Regions from separate parts of the Cyprinus carpio genome. Here region 1 is linked to region 2. The links are chromatin contacts, called in public Hi-C maps. All regions are on one chromosome and are shown on one strand. Each heading gives the region's core, a stretch centred on a gene start, on an enhancer-like site or on the middle of the called end of the contact. The rest is flanking DNA. Distances are from core to core; before and after follow the strand shown. Region 1 has its middle 22 kb from the start of LOC122141894. Region 2 holds the start of src (proto-oncogene tyrosine-protein kinase Src).

Evidence for each region. A called contact is a pair of places that touch in the nucleus more often than the background predicts.
Region 1: a contact with region 2 is called in a Hi-C map of skeletal muscle, with 5 times the contacts expected there. The contact joins the enhancer-like site here to the promoter of src in region 2. A contact is called at or near these places in 5 of 8 Hi-C or Micro-C datasets (liver and skeletal muscle).

The regions. Positions count from the first base shown.
Region 1 is chrB23:23,048,421-23,051,120 of ASM1834038v1, forward strand. No RefSeq gene overlaps it. Among protein-coding and RNA genes, the nearest start is that of LOC122141894, 22 kb to the right of the region's middle. Within about 2 kb of position 1,366, at least 1 of the 8 cell types and tissues checked has an H3K27ac peak or open chromatin away from gene starts, as enhancers often do. A contact at or near this core is called in skeletal muscle, where this site is marked.
Region 2 is chrB23:22,991,288-22,993,987 of ASM1834038v1, forward strand. src (proto-oncogene tyrosine-protein kinase Src) reads left to right here and starts at 1,430. Exons shown (of 13, transcript XM_042750050.1): 1 at 1,430-1,850.

The DNA.
Region 1 (2,700 bases), core at 116-2,615, 57 kb after region 2:
AATAAGTCCAAATAGGAATATAAACTGCAGTTGAAGAACAGCAGTTCTAATATACAGAGCTAATAGCATGATTTAATATTAGAGAAGCTCAGTCTCTTAAGGATTTAAATCGTTTTAGGCTAGCTTTTACTTGATTTTATTCTTATCAAGCAAGTTTTCATTCATTCATTCGTTTATTTATTTATTTTTTTACATAAAATAAATCTGTTATATTAAAAATAAAAATACATAATAGAATGGTAAATGGAAAGACAATTAATGAAAACAAAGGAAAAACAAAGGTGTCCCCCAGCCGAAGGTCCATAAATCCCATGTGATCTGACATCATTCAGTCTGATCCCTTTGGGCTCCTTAAGGATTTGTTTTGTGTTCATCATCTTTTACCAATTACTTTTTACATTGACTATCATTCTCTAAAAACTAATACAATCAGATAAATAATTTCTCAAATATTTATTACAATATATAGGCTACTGATAAATTTAACGTTTTAAACTATTGTTGAACCTTTCCTTTTAGATCTCAAATAGACGTCTATTAGATGTCTTTAAGATGTTTATGATTTAGAATGTATGTAAATCTTACAGTTTTTTGTCAGATGTTTGCACACAACAGGTGCCTTCCAGATCAAGTGATCTTTAACAGACATCTTGCAGAAGCATGTGTGCTTTCTGGGATATAATCACGGCTGAAGACACAACAAGCGGAGGAACAGACAAACAGAGTCAACTGAGTGAGTCATTTATAATGGAACCGCTCCGATTGATTCAACCTGAAAAACTGATCGAATTTCGACAACACTTGTTAAGGTTTTTTTTATTTTATTTTTTTATTAAAAGCACATAGTGCTAGGTGAAACAGAGCTTTTCGAAACTCCAAATCACCATTGCATTGCAAAATGATTCACCGTTTCGAAGCGCTTGAATCGGATAGCGTATCGCGAATCATTTGATTCATCGAGACTTCGTAGCACATATTGTGAATCATTTGATCAGGACCTCGGAGCGCTTATCGCAAATTATTTGATTGAACGGGACTTCCGAGTAGGTTTGCAAATCTTTTGATTCATATCGGAACTTGGAGCAGGTTTGCGAATCATTTTGGGAATTGAAAGATTTGTGATATGCTGCCGATCTGAAATATGGTTCGCGAATCATATTCGATCGGAGCATGGATTTTATTTACTTCGGAGCGGGTTCGTAAATCATTCAGATCAGGACATTCGAGCTGGCTCGCGAATCCTTTGATTCAGATCGGGACTTCGGAGCAGGTTCACAAATAATTAGATTTAGATTGGAACTTCGGAGCAGGTTTGTGAACCATTTGATTCAGATTGGAACTTCGAAGCAGGTTCCCAAATAATTTGATTTAGATTGGAACTTCGGAGCGAGTTTGTGAATCATTTGATTCAGATTGGGACTTTGGAGCAGGTTCCCAAATAATCTGATTTAGATCGGAACTTCAGAGCAGGTTCCCAAATAATTAGATTTAGATTGGAACTTCGGAGCAGGTTTGTGAACCATTTGATTCAGATTGGAACTTCAGATCACCAAACAAAATAATTAGATTTAGATTGGAACTTCAGAGCAGGTTCCCAAATAATTAGATTTAGATTGGAACTTCGGAGCGGGTTTGCAAATCATTTGATTCAGATCAGAACTTCTGTGCGGTTTAGTGAATCATTGTTTCCCAAAAGCATGTTAGCTAATATGGTCATTTAATTCCATTAAACTCTATTGGTAACGGGGAACTTGCGACAATATTTGCTTTTGGGAAATGCACCCCTGATCGGGACTTCAAAACAGGTTTGCGAATCATTTGATTCAGAACGGAACTTCGGAGCGCTTTGTGAATCATTATTTGGAGTGGGCTTTCTTTCATTTTCTCTCTTTTTTTCTTTTCTTTTTTTTAAATAAACAGCGCAAAACATCAAACCATTAAGTCAGTACAGGTATAATAACAAAACAGAAAAAAAAGAAAGCATATACAGATACAAATTTTATTAGCATATAGTAAAAGTGTAGTTACCATGGTTTTTAGCATTTGTTTACCATTTGTATAACCACAGTTTTACTACAAATACCATGTGTGTGTATTTTTTTTGTACAATAATAATAATAATAATATAAAATAAATAAATGTACACCTTAAGAGGACACATAGGATGAATGTCCACCTTTTTCTTCAACTCAGAAGTGAGCCTATGGGTGAGACTTCCGGTTCATTAGCCTATAGGAAAGTAAGGAGGAGAATAACAATGTGCAGTAAACCATAAAACTGTTTGCACTACAACCCAATGTGTTCATAATTAAGATAATACATTAATATAATAAGATAAGACACACCAACTTTCAATATCAAGCCGCAAAACGAACTGTTTTGTTCAGCTAAAAATAGCTGGGTGGATGAGACCGGAAGCCAGACCCACAGTATTTACAAAAGGCCGCGCCCATTTTTACGACAAGAAAATGTGGTTAAGGTTAACAGTGCTTTGGATAGATTCCATACATGTCTATATCAACTTTGAATAAAGAGAAGAGAGTTTTAGAGACAGATTTTTGTTAATTTATGTGAAATGCAGATTGCAGGAAATACAAATTATCCCAATTATATTTAATTCTCCTATATTGTCTTTTGAGTAGTCAAACAATCCAAAGAAAATATCTTTAAATCTGCTGCAGTAATGTTATTGGTTTTGCA
Region 2 (2,700 bases), core at 180-2,679:
TGTTTTTTAATTATTATTATTGATATTAATAATAATAAATCACAGGACATGAATAAACCTGATTTAATTTTTCTTGTGATTACATTGTTTTTTAATGGTCTCATTTTGTACAAATGTTTGTCACTTGCTGGAATTATGTAAATAATGTGTTGACGTCATTCCAAGAGCAACCAGTATTTGCCAGCAGGGGGCTGCAGTGCCACATCTTTGGCTAAAAACTTGGCTTTACTGTACAACAAACATATATTGTGCAAATGAAGGAAGACAGCATGAATTGGCCTCAAGCCTTTATCTCTGGTATGTGTGTGGCTGTCAAAACCTGATGAGACTTGTCATAAGTAATAGAAAATTCAAAGCTAAAGGGAAGCACTCACAAAAAACATGAATCCATTTAATGAGTCAATCAGTCTAGTCTCAAATATTCAGTGAGGATTGGCATTCTAATTCAGTTATATTTACTCTCCCTATATAATTATTATTATTATTATTATTATTATTATTTCACTCTGGTTCCAGTGTTTCTTGTTGTATGTTACAATGTCACGCCAGTAGGTGGGGATAATTTTGCGTGTCTTTTGCAGTATAATGAGTGGGGGTGAATAAGGCCTCCTGTAGCGAATCAACGTGTTTTTAAAAATTATCCTGTAAATAAATATACAAAACATCCATATTTAAAATGGTAAAAGTAATCAATTTGGTGATCCATGGCTCTAGGCGAAACTAACAGTTGTACACGGAAGCCTTTCCGGGCGGATGACATAGGATGCAGACGTAGCGCATGCGCTTCGGAGTCTCGCGAAAACCAATGTTTGTTTACAGGAGCAAAGGAAGCAAAGTTGCCTTACTTTAGCAAAGGAAAACCAGTCTCCTCTTGGCTTATATCCAAATCCTCTGACATTCTTCTGTACAAATCCTGGTTTTGCATTTCTAATTCGTGACTACTGGTTTGTTTGTTTTGTTTTTTTCTCTCCACTGCCAGTCTGCATTCGTCACTGCTGAGTTAATAATGGGCTAACTTTCTTTTTTGGGTGAACTAACCCTTTAAATGATTCATTCCAATGACAGATTTGTCCAAAAATGTCTATATGTCAGTATGATTGTCAGATTTAATTATTTATTTACATTTATGACAGAGTAGTGAATGTAAGCCATGAGCATGCACTGAGCAATCTCAAAATGACGTTTCGGGTGCCCCAGATCCAGCAATAGGTGGCCCAGTTACCTTAAATTCTCGACAGAGTCATGATGAACCCCATTCCAGGCCTCCCACCCCTCTCTCTCTCTCTCTCTCTCTCTCTGAGTCTGTCTCTCTCTCTCTCTCTCTCTCTCTCTCTCTGAGTCTCTGTCTCTCTCTCTCTCTCAGAAACAGAGCGCGTGCAGACTTGTCTCTGCTAGTCAAGTGTAACGTAGTAAAACAGTGTCACGTCAGAGCGCCCTGCCCTCCCCGCTGCCTCTCCAGTTTCCCCTCATCATCATTCGGGTGTCATGGGTCTGACTCCCCCTTCGGCCGTGCGCGCTCTCTCAGGGACGACGTAAGCTCCTGCTGTATATCCAGGCATCAGATCATTCCCGATCACGTTTGATCGTGACGCTGGATATATTAACTGAACATTGTTATTAACGATGACTCGAGCAGCTGTGCGCGTTCCCAGGCAACCCCCGTCATGAACGCGCACTGAACGCGCTCACTCGCTCCGTTTCATTTCTTCTATCAGAGCCGGTCAGAGTTATTGACTATGGAGAGCTGAGCCTCATTCATTCATACAGCGAAAACAGTAACTCAAAGGTCAATCAGAGCAACCGGAAACCGAAAGGATTTTATTCACGCCACATTCGTGGTTCTCGACAAGGTGAGTACGTTATGTCTGGATTATGTTTTATATAGGCTAGTATATTTTTTGCTGGGCGTTCAGATTAGAAACAGAGCTCAAGGTGAATTTTAGCACATTTCCGATTTATGAAGGAGGCTATATAAACGTTCTGGCATATTGTTTAAAACGAAGTCCATGCCGATTATTATTTGTCCATGGTGTTTATAAATCCGGGTATTTTTTTCTCCGGTTTAAATGGACTGTAAGATTGTGTCTCAACAACAAATGCTCGTGATGTTTTCCATTTAAACCAGATGCAATTCATGCGATTATTGATCTATTTGTGTGACAAACAACTGCAATGTGGTGAGCTGTTTCAGATGACTAAAACTAGCCGAAGTCCTGTCAAGGACTAGTCTGGATTTGTCTCTTTTTTTCTTATTCTTCTTCTTTTTTTTGTACGTCACACCTGATCTCCCTGTAGGGAAGGAAAATTTCAAATCAGATCCCCTTTTTTTTCTTTCTCTACTCTGTCGGTTGTTTATTTTAGACAATGTTGAGGATAAATAAACAGCTTTTCAGATATTTTCCCAGAGGAAAAACACGCCAGTAATTTCTGGAGTTAGCAGATGACAACAATGTCTCAAACTGTGTTCATATTGCCAAAATTACATGACAGATTCCAGTATGAATCCACATATGATCCGGATTCATTTTATAAATGTGTACAGTACAACTATTCTCTCATTTGTATCTGTTTAGTAGAAACATCTGAGACGAAGATCGTTGATGGAGTGGGGTTTACTTCTTTATTCAGTACTTGCTTCTTTTTCTACTTTTAATGAAATGTGTTAGTGATAGACTGATTAATTCGACTATCTATCTATCT